2 separate regions of the Mus musculus genome follow, and region 1 is linked to region 2. The links are chromatin contacts, called in public Hi-C maps. All regions are on one chromosome and are shown on one strand. Each heading gives the region's core, a stretch centred on a gene start, on an enhancer-like site or on the middle of the called end of the contact. The rest is flanking DNA. Distances are from core to core; before and after follow the strand shown. Region 1 has its middle 78 kb from the start of Gm34482. Region 2 has its middle 160 kb from the start of Gm12511.

Region 1 (5,333 bases), core at 1,720-4,219, 140 kb after region 2:
TGCTATGTGATGTTTCTTTCTGATTTTCTTTTCAGAGGGGTAAGCCTTCTTGCCTGCTTGCTTCTCTCTCTCTTCCTTCCTTCCTTCCTTCCTTCCTTCCTTCCTTCCTTCCTTCCTTCCTTCCTTCCTTCCTTCCTTCCTTCCTTCCCCTCTCTCTTTCTTTTTTCTTTCCTTCCTTCTTCCTTCCTTCTTTCCTTCCTTTCTTGCCCTTTTCTTTCTCATACAAGGTGTAACGTGGACCAGGATGGCCACAAACTTGTCACTTGCAGACAGCAGTGGTATTCAACAGAAGGGTACAATATGTGCTAATTGAACTGAGACAATTAATATCATCACTTCTTTCTTTCTTTATGTCATGGAGAGAAATTTAAAAGAATTTTTAACAAGTTAAATGTTATACCATGGTCACCAGAAGAATTCGTATCAGACCTACTGATCCACTGCCCAGTGTGACTGCAGTCAAAATGTCAGGGTCTGTTTTTATTTAACTTCAAGACTTACTGAAACATGAAAAGCCAAAAGTTTTGAGAAAGACAAGTATCCAGGTTTAAGAATTAATGAATAGCTATAATCATTAAACTACAGGAATAGTAACTTAAGAGTAGACATCCAGGTGAGTTGAGAGATCTAGACATTCCAGCATACACACCTGATCAAGCTGAACACAGTGATCTATACTGTTCGTCGAAGTAGGGCTGATCCATTCCACATTAGCATAAGCATCATTGGAAGATCAAGTGATAAATAGATATATAATAAGGGTCGTGACTTTTACTTCACAGAAGGAGCAGAATTTAACTTGAGTCATAGATTTAAATATGAGGTTGAACTTTTAGAGCAGAGAAAATATTAACTGGAAAATAAAAACTGGAAATCTTTACTTCATCAAAATCAAGACCTTTTCATCTTTTCAAGCTTCTGTTTAAAAAAATGGAAAGGCAAATAGCACATCAGGAAAAAAATTATACAGCACATATCTGACCAAGTGTCTGTGTCCAAAGCATTAGAGCGCTCCAGAAAAACAAAGCCATATATACATGCATGTATGTATATATGAACTACCTAAGAACAGGATAGATGATATTTGCATCATTATGAGATTAATTATGAGAAATCCTTCTTATGGTTACAAAGGCTGAACCATCTGCTCTGCTGGGTGCAAACTGTAGACGCAGGAAAACTCGCGCCTGTGCTATCTCCCAATGCCGAGATCCCGAGAGGCCAGTGGTGCAAGTTTTGGTTCAAGGGAAGAAGGAGAAGCATATTCCGCTCTCAGGAGGAACAGCTTCTCCCTTCCTTCTTCTTTGGTTCCATTCAGGTGCTCTGTGGATCAGATCCCCCACCCCCACCCCCACCCTCACCCCCACCCCCCACGCACACACAGACGTGCAAACCATTTTAAGGAGGAGTCTGAAAAATCAAACGCAACCATCCATCCTGTATGCCCTCACATACACACCCAGAAAGAGAGATTAACTCATGTGCAGGTACTATCGAGTCAAGCCCACAGATATAATTAACCATTATATTCATAATCTCTCTCTCTCTCTCAACTCTTTTCTTCTTTCTCATTCTCTTTCCTCTCTCCTTTTCCTTTCTCTCTGCTTCCTTCTTTTTCCTTCCCTTCTGCCTTCCTGCTCTTCCCTCTCTCCCTCCTTTTCTTTATCTCCTTCCTATTTGTTTACACCGGAACTCATCAATAAGACCAAGACTGTTTATTTGTTTGAAACGGGTCTTCACCATGTAGCCCAGGCTGGCCAGGACCTTCCCCAACCCCCTGCACAGTGCTGGGACCATAGGCTGGTGCTATCACTCCTGACCCTTCTCTTTCCTCTTGGCCTGTTTTTTTTTGTTGTTGTTTTTGTTTTTTGGGTTTTTTTTGTAGCCCATTTTTATATACATTTACAAATGTATGAGCAAGAAAGCTCGAAAATCTTTACAAATGGCCTGCTTGCCATATATAGTTGAGAAGTGTTGCCTCAGAAGAGAAACAGGAAAACCGAAGCCTCCAAGATGAACTCATCCCATCTGTTCTCTTACAGCTATGAGCTAAAAGTGTCGTTTTTACAACTTTGAATGGCTGTCAAAAGAATCAAAGAAGAACACATTTTATGATGTACGGAAATTACACAAAATTCCAGTTTGTGTGTATTAATGCAAGGTTGTTCTTTTTTTTTTTAAACCAGGCACACACATCCATTTCCATATCTCCTATGGAGTTTTCACACTATAAAACTATTATGTCCACGAAGCCTAAAACAGTTACTCTGTGGCATTCTGAAATCGTTTTCCCCACCCTGATTTATATATAGTTCTGATTTGCTAGCTTAGTTGTCTTCTAGTAATTCAAAGTGATTTTACTTCATCAAAATCGTCGGAATTATACCACTTCTGCGGAGGTAGGGGAGTTTTGATAAAACTTCGCTAATCCCAGCAGGTATGTCCTCAGTTGGTGTTCATTTAGGGGTTTTGCAGAGGTCATGCTCTGGATGCCCCATAACTGGCAGTCTGTGGCTTGGCTCACCCCATCTTCCGAGGGAAAACGCCTGCTGCCTTTGTTGTTCTGGGCATTCCCATTCACGTTTTCACTAGGCCTGACCCTGCCTGGCTTGTAAAATCTGATGGGCTCCCTGCCCAAGGAGGAATGGCCTCGGGCAGGTGGAAGTGCCACTCCAGAGAGGTGGTAACCGGTGAGCAGAAGGCAGGCTACAGGAGGAGGGGCTGCACCTCTCTGTTCTTCTGGCCTGCGTTGTCTTCTCCCCATGCTGTAGGGCTTCCTGAATCTTAAGTCTCAAACAGTTCATTAGCTTGCCTGGAGAGTCAAATAATCTGGGCTTCTCAGGAGTCCAGTGTTATTTCCCTAGGAAGGACTCCTGGGGACGTAAAAGAGTCCTCTACGTGAGTAGTGAGCTGGTACCTGGCAGGAGCAAGCCGGGCAAACATTCCCTTTACGTATGAGCCACGAGAGGAGGACGACACAGATGTCAGAAGCCGGCTTGGGATCCTGGGTGCTCGCCCAGTCCTTGGCCCAGAGTAGAGGCAGTCAAACTACACTGGCAAGAATACCAGTGCATGGTGCCAGGAGGATATGTCATTTACCAGCTGCGTCATTTTGGGCAGCGCTCATCACCTCTTGGAGCCTCCTCTGGGAAGCTGACTGGTGGGGCAGTTGGAAGGATCAGAGCATTAATCAGCGTAAGTGGAGTTTTGTCAGCTGCGAAGACTGAGGGGGTATTCCAAAGCAATGTGTAAGTAGGTCCTTTGGTGCCCCATACTGACAAGGGATAGTTAGAGATACGGCCAATAAAGTGCTGCTCATGAGATCTTTTTAAAACCAGTTTGGGTCTTTCTCCAGTTCCGTGGCTAGGCTGTTGAGGATGTTGAAAGCCTCTAGCCATCCCAGTCTTTCCTGACCCCAGCTTCCTCTTGATATTTGGCTTTCTCTTTGCAGCATCCCTGTTGTGTGGTTTCCCAGCCTTTCCTTACATATTTCTGGTGATGGGAAACTCATTCCCTGATGAGGGAATCCCTTTTGTCTTGATCAGGCCATTGGGAAGTTCCTAATGGCCCAAAAGGTATAAACTGAGGCTCACTTCCAGTACTGCTCCACCCCCCAACACTGAACAAATGTAGTCCCAAAGCTGTAAGAATCAGTCCAATTCTCTTTATGAATTCCATGGACTCCCTGTAATTCTTCACTTTTTTTTTCCTCTTAGAAGTCCTGACAGATCGTGAGTTCCCGAGTTTCAGGGAATATGCTATTGTGCTTATTCTGGCTCCGTGCATGCACATGTGTATGCATATGCACACATATATCATTGCATGTATAGGTCTGTGCATGCACAAAATGCATATATAAATAAAAGAAAATGCCTTTCAAATTTTGACTCACGATTTTCTTACCGTAGGCTCTTGTCTTCCTATAGCATGTAAACTTGAACATCTAAGAAGTATGAGCTAGTGCATATGGCAAGTAAGAATATGACTTCTGTGCAAACAAGGCAGACCTTCTGGTGACATCCACACCTTTCTCTGCGGTGTCACATGGCAAATGGAACAAGGGGGTGTGGCTTCATTTTGCTCAGCAACTCATTTTTAAAATTGTAAACTCATTCTTTAAAAATATATCAAAAGTAAGTGCTTGCTTGAGCTTGAATACTCACTGATGGCATGGATTGTGCACAGAACCAGTCAGAAGCTGTGCATGCTCAGGGCCTCTGCATCTCCTGGAGCATCCCCTCTACCCATAAGATATGCATGAGCTACAACTGTGTCATGAGGTTGCTGAGCAGAGTGGAGATGACACAGTCTGAGCCTGGCATGTCAGATACCCTCCCCTAGGGCCATGCCTCCCTCCCTAGACACATCAGCTAGCTCTTCAGGAACGGGAATTGATGGTGTTTGCTTCTTGTCTTGATCTCCACCTCATGTCCACTTCCATCCTCACTTTTGGGTGTTCGTTTAGTCTCCAGAGTTGATTTTTCTTTACAGAGATCAAAGGGTTAAAGTGAATTGCCCTCATGTCATTTACTTTGTTCTCGTCAATGAAGAAAATACCTAATTAAAAAAAAATGGAAAAAAAAAAGAAGTCTTACCCCCATCATCACAGTCCAATTCTCAAAGCAGGAGGGCAGAAAAGAAACTATCAGGCCAGGTACACAGTGAGTATAGATCTGCTTTTCAGTTTTCAGGTACTCACCTCAGTGTCTACTCCAAGTCCCACATGGGGGGAGGAGCCAGGTTTCCAGGAAGCCATCTACTGAAGAGGGTCTGTTCTCCAGATCTGTTTTGCTATTTGGTAGACATGCATGACAATCGCAAAGCAGGGAGGAAGGAAAGCTATACACGAGACCCCTTTCCACATCCTATTGACTTCAACTATAATTACACAGGCAAGGTGGGCTTTTTAACTCTAATTTTATAGGTGAATAAATGTAGCGAGAAGAGTAAATGATGCTGTCAGACAAAACACGAGCCAGAAAGAAAAATTCAAAATCAGAGAAACAAAGATTGAGTCCATGTGCTACCCTGAAAAAGCACTTCCCTTTAAACTGAGTGTGATGGTTTGTATATGATTGGCCCAGAGTGTGACACCATTAGGCAGTATAGCCTTGTAGAAGAGGTGTGTCACTGTGGGCAAGGACTTTAAGATGCTCATACTAGCTACCTGAAAGCCAGTCTTCTCCTAGCAGCCTGCAGATAAAGATATCGAACTCTCAGCACCTCCTGTACCATGCCTGCCTGGACACTGCCATGCTCCTACTTTGATGATAATGAACTGAACTGCTGAACCAATTGCTGTAAGCCAGCAACAATTAAATGTCCTTATGAGA
Region 2 (6,006 bases), core at 2,482-4,981:
ATAAGGCCTCTAAACATGGTGATCCAGAAGCCCAGAAGCAAAAGAGCCTTTGCTTGATTCTCATTGACCTAAACCCGTCTAATGGCTAACTGATACTCAGGGAGTAGACAGTATGTGCCACTTCTTAAGGGAAGAAACTGCAAATGTCTCTGTAGTATTGGAGACAATTAATGGGCAGGAAATCCAGTCACCTTAGGGTATGTGGCAGGTGACAAAGCAGGTGAAGCTGGAGAGACTGAAGTATATCCTGGGACTTCAGTGCAAAACAGAAGGGCCTCAATTTCACTTTGTAAGTGATGGGGCCAGGAAGGGCAGAGGCATGAGCGCTAGACCGGCTTTGTACATTGGAAGCATGTCTTTGAGACTGTGAGGGGGCTGAGTCAGAAACTCCAGGCAAATTGCTAAGTGGGGCCAACCATAGTCCAGGGACAAGTTGCTGGAGTCTCCACTGCAGGTGTGCCTCTGAGCTCCTTGAAGATGGGACTGCAGCAGCCAGCTTGGTTTTATCCATGTGTCTGGCTGGCACAGTGGTTGGTCTGAAATTGGGGTCCACTGAATGCTTCCAGGAGTGTTGAATGTAGATTAGAGATTAGACTGGTGATCAGTGCGGGGTGGGTCCATCAGGACTCTCCTGATGGGCAGCAGGTGATGGGAGAAGAACATGATGGCGATGTGTGCTCAGAGACTGGCTTGTCCCCACCTGTGGAGGTGAAGGCTGGGCACAGAGATGGAAGTCAGGGGTGAAACAGTAAGAGTTAGGATATACACCTCTCTGACAATTTTCTATCATCTCCTTCCCGACATAGGTTTGTTCTTTGGAATAACCTTGGCTAACTTGCCTTACCCTCAAGTTTCTAAATTCTGCAAAATGGAGGAGGCAACTCCAGGCACCAAATAGTGCCAACAGTATATTTATGGCAAAAGAAGAAGAAAGAAAAGAAAACCCACTTAGAAGGCATCCGTTGTTGAAATCCTTTGATGCCCACAAACAAATGAGCCACATAAAGGGAAGAATAGAAGCCTTCCCATTGAGAACTCAGCTCAATTCTGTGACTGTCTCGAATCTGCAAAGCATGCTGGTGTCTGTAGTGAGGTCATCTCTTTAATGTCTTGGTAATGTAAGCATCATCGAGGCTTATTATGACTGTTTCCAAGATAATGGATGTCCTGGTGGACATGCTGTGATTGGCAGGGAAAATATCACCAGAGTCTAGGCGAGAACCCAGAAATCTGAACTCCGTCCTCAGGGTGATGGTCGTGTTCCCAGAGCAATAACTAACAGAGCCTTCTCAGGTTTACCCAAGCACAGCTCTAACGAGATTCTCAGAGTTTCTTCTCTTTTCTCAGTAAAGGTCATCTTTGCATAAAAGACCTGGAAGCAAATATTCCAATGAAAGAAAAAACTCCCCCGTAAAAAGGAGTTCGTGCACAATCAAAACGGTTTAGAACCAAGACAGGACTGCTAGTTTTCAGTGCCGTACTTTTCTGGCATGTGCTATAATTAATACAGATGTTGAACATTATACATAATCTGCATATTAGTGACCCACTGCACAATTTATATGGTAATGTCATTAATTGCACATTACCTAGGTTGCTGAATGAACATTACATAGGTTTTTTTAATGGATGTAGTTATTATAATTGAAGTCAATTATATTGCTTCTTGTGCATATCAAGTCAGTAGTGTGTGGCTGGACCTTACAGGGTCCCTGCCAAAAGAAACAGGTGTTTGTTGTGAGGACAACTTATGGGTTGGAGCAAGGGTAAGGGAAAGGGTGAACCATGGCCAGAAATGACTGGCCTGGCTGAGCCCTCTGTAAGGGCTGGGATAGTGCTACAGAGGGCAAGGCGAATGGGCATTGTCTGCTCTGAGGCAGGATCTACTTGCCCTTTTGCTGTGGGCTTAGGAGAGGGTGCAGGCTGAGCTGAAAGCCAGCACCACCCACGCTGTAACAGAACACTTTTCTCCAGGCTGACCCAAAGCTAGATGGTGGTTGCATCACTTCCTCTGGTGTTGTGGAAGCCACATGACTCTGGCATCTGGTTTGCCAGGGATGAAAGGGAGCCCTGCCTGCCCACGATGCTGGCACACAAGACCCTGGGTCCTGTGTGTCTTCTTTTAATATTCCGTTTCCCTAGCAAATGGGGTAAAGTTGCTGTAGTAGCTACTGCTGTTGCTGATGCTGAAGTTGCCTAGTGCTCAAACTCTCTGGAAGGACAACCCAAAGAACAACCCGAAGGCTGGAGAATGAAGAGGAGTTAAGGCTGTGACTCTTCTTGGTAGTCAGCTCTCTGTCACTGTGACATAAATACCCAAAGTAGTCAACTTATAAAAGGGAAACGTTTGTTTTTGTTCCTGGTTTCAATCCCTGGTCTTGTTGGTCCAGAATTTGATAGTGTTGGAATAGCAGTACATCACTGTGGTCATAAATGGGCAGGTCTCAAATCTCTCCTTCAATGACCTCCTTTCCTTCCACAAGTTTCTATGTCCTCAGCATCCTATGATCTCCCAGTTGCAGCACAGAATGCGGACCAAGTATCAGATACATAGGTCTCTGGGGACATTCATTCCAAACTACAGCATCTTTTTGTTAGATAAGGACATCTGAATGCCATGCTCGCCTGCTGTGAGTGTTGCTACCTTCTTTAAACTTCATGAAAGAGCAGGCAGGGGTTTTTTGTTTTGTTTTGAATTGACAGAGACTCTAAAGAGATTGTTTTTTAAACCCAGTGATGTACCCTCAGACATGCACACATACATGAATGCACACACATGCACACAGCACTGGTATACATGACAGACAGGTCCTCTTAGCTAATGTGATGCTAAGATTCCAGAGAGCTTGGAAATTTACTCAGTAATACCCAAATAATACCCATACATATGCATGAATGTTCTCTGTGTTTGGTCTCTGTCTCTGTCTCTATCTGCCTCTGCCTCTGCCTCTGCCTCTGCCTCTGCCTCTGCCTCTGCCTCTGTCTCTGTCTCTGTCTCTGTCTCTGTCTCTGTCTCTGTCTCTGTCTCTGTCTCTGTCTCTGTCTCTGTCTCTTCTCACAGTGTTAGTGGAAGGTAAGATGAGATTTTGAACTCCATTTGATTGAGGCTGATTATCACATTCAGGTCATCTAGGCCACTGTGTCGCAGTTTTATGGCTTTATTTTGGAAGGTCACTCTGGAAGCTCAGGCTGAAATAAATGACAAAGGGCAAAGTTCACACACACACACACACACACACACACACACACACACACACACACCAGATTCAAGTGACTAGGAAAGAAGGAAAAAGAATGCTCTTTTACAAATTTTCCTTTTTTTCAATTTTTTATTGGATATTTTCTTCATCTACATTTCAAATGCTATCCCAAAAGTCCCCTATAACCCCCCCGCCCGCCCTGCTCCCCTACCCACCCACTCCCACTTCTTGGTCCTGGCATTCCCCTGTACTGGGGCATATAAAGTTTGCAAGACTAAGGGGCCCCTCTTCCCAATGATGGCCGAAAAGGGGGAGCCTGATTTTCCTGGGAACCTGTGATGTATGGACTAGCACGTCTTCTCTGCTTCTCTGTCCATTCACTCACCCACCACTCCTCTGCTAATGCCTGGCTGGCCAGGAATACACTTTCTATTTAGAAAGCAAAGGCAGCCAGCTTTGGGCCTGGGCCTGGAGACTGACTCACTGTTGTTGGGATGACACATTGCCTGCACACATTTCACAATTCTCTGAAACACCAGACTTATTTCTGTGAGTATGCAGAGGCCCACTTCACCATCCACCTAAGGCCACACACAAAGGCTGTGCTATTTTTCTTCCCTGGGGCCTAAATGGATGGCAGGACTTCCTATGCCTGAAACATCACCCTCGTTTGGAAGGAGAGAAACACCGGCCAAGAATTGCAACGTTTTTTAACCAGAGTCTGGCTAGCTTTCAATAGCTGCACGCCAAAGCTATACCAGACAGAGAAATGGCTATGAATGGGGTAGGGGTTGGACTGAGGCTTAAAAACAAGGCAGAAAAAAATACAGATAACAGAGAAGAAAAGAGAGGAGAGGAGAGGAGAGGAGAGGAGAGGAGAGGAGAGGAGAGGAGAGGAGAGGAGACAGAATGAGATAGTACATAGGAAGTAAAAGAGGAAATTTAAATAGAGAAAGGTTGCACAGAAATGATTGAAGAATTGGAGCAGAGGGCGAGAGTTCCAGGCTGTGATCATTTCTTCATGTGCCTTTCCCTCCATTTTTGGGTGAGCACTCTTAATCCCCATTACTAAGAAGCAAGAACAGGGGACCAGGAAGTTACAATCTAATGTCTCAGGTGGAAGGGAAGACATTTTTGTTTATTAAACAAACAAACAAACAAATATACATACATACAAGCAAACAACAACCTCATATTGTCGACCAGGCAGACCCAGCACTCACTAAGTAGCCCAGGCTGGTATGGTACTACTTATGGTAGTCTTCCTGCTTGACCTATTGATTTCTGGGATAACAAGTATGCGAAGCCAGCTCGCTCTACATCAGTGTGAGGGGCTTGGACAGTCTTCCACAGTCTTTCTGGAATCTGAAAGCCTAAAGGATACTCTTGTTGACCAGAGAGCTAGCTGGGAAGGCCGAGAATCTGGATGGCCAGTGACAGTGGCCTCTGAGGAGTTGTTTATGCACTTAGACATTAAGTGCCTAAGACTTGAAGGGCCGGCCCCATATTCAAAGCCCTGGATTCAGAACTATCTGGAAACTTCCTCCAGGGTAAACAAAAACAAGCACTTCAGCTCCCTTGCCAGGGCATCTCGCTCCAGAAAGGACGGGAAGGAAAGGAGAGTGATGCTGCTTGTTCCCCTGTGAAGGAAAGGTTACAACAACATTTTCTCTGGGCAGCTGTGAGGTCGGCAGGCAGACTTTTCTCTGGTAACCATCTCGATGTGTCTGTGTGGAAAGTACCTAAGAATGACTAAGCCCTGGCTGAGTTGATTCATTTGTCACTTCACTTGTGGGACTTTGGCCCTGTTCTAGAGGCCACAGAGTGTTTTCAGCACATCTGACCCAGGCCTCCATGTAGGGTGGCAGGTGAGAGAGAGCACAGACTTATAGGACTCTGTTTATAGGGAAGGACCCCAGGGAGGAGGGAGGGTTTGGGCTCACTGGAATCCTGTCAGGACTTCTAAGAAGTCTAAACTCCTAATCCCTGTCAGCAGAGGAGTCAGGAGTCTGTGCAAGTGGCCAGAGTTTGAACGGAAATGCTCATTCACGGAGCATCCAAGATAGGCTGGAAGTTTACTTAAAGTTGTCTCGTCCTTCCTCACGCTAATAGTGTGAGGCAAGTGTTGCTTTGCTTCCTCGTTGGAATGAAGCCTTCACAGGAAAAGAAGCCCAAAAGAGTTCACATCTCTAACTCAAGCTGGGGATGGGGTCAGGAGACTCTGGGGAGGCAGGGCTATCCACTAACACACAGGAGGGCCACAAAGAGATCAGCCTGATCAACGCAAGTGGAGTTATTCTTCTTAATAATCCAGTTCAAATGTAAACCCTTTTGTTGCAATTATATGCACAGGAAGAGGGACATATCACAGGTGTGTGGCTTGCTAGACTGTCACAAACCGAAGAGATCCCTGTAGTCACTGCCCAAACAGACACAGTTAGCATGTTTCCAAGATGACCGCCATCAGTTCTCAGTCTCTATGTACACATATCCCTTCCTCAAAGCAGTAGACTCTCTTTCTCTTCTTGATGCTGGACTGGCCTTACTGACTTCTCTAATGCAACACAATGTAGTGGAAGTGGTGCTTAAGCTAGGGCATAAGAAGATGGGATGCTACTTGGTGGGTTTCTTAGCAACTGTTTCCAGAAACACCTGGAGTCTACTAGCCCAGGGACTGCCTCATTAAAGGGCATGCACAGCCACGCTGTCCACAGTGTTGGTGGAGGCCAGCCTTCTGCAGATGACTGCTGAAGCACTGACTTTGTAAGGAGAGCTCTCTTGGACTATTGAGAGGCCTTGGTCAAAA

The links. A called contact is a pair of places that touch in the nucleus more often than the background predicts.
Region 1: a Hi-C map of muscle stem cells shows a contact between it and region 2, with 1.8 times the contacts expected there. The contact joins two enhancer-like sites. A contact is called at or near these places in 1 of 15 datasets of contacts at CTCF or cohesin (the NIH/3T3 cell line), 2 of 484 Hi-C or Micro-C datasets (the 3T3-L1 cell line and muscle stem cells) and 2 of 115 datasets of contacts at active chromatin or transcription factors (embryonic stem cells and fibro-adipogenic progenitors).

Annotation. Positions count from the first base shown.
Region 1 is chr4:55,872,457-55,877,789 of GRCm38.p6, forward strand. No RefSeq gene overlaps it. Among named protein-coding and RNA genes, the nearest start is that of Gm34482, 78 kb to the right of the region's middle. Within about 2 kb of position 2,970, at least 28 of the 459 cell types and tissues checked have an H3K27ac peak or open chromatin away from gene starts, as enhancers often do. A contact at or near this core is called in fibro-adipogenic progenitors and muscle stem cells, where this site is marked.
Region 2 is chr4:55,728,495-55,734,500 of GRCm38.p6, forward strand. No RefSeq gene overlaps it. Among named protein-coding and RNA genes, the nearest start is that of Gm12511, 160 kb to the left of the region's middle. Within about 2 kb of position 3,732, at least 131 of the 459 cell types and tissues checked have an H3K27ac peak or open chromatin away from gene starts, as enhancers often do. A contact at or near this core is called in fibro-adipogenic progenitors and muscle stem cells, where this site is marked.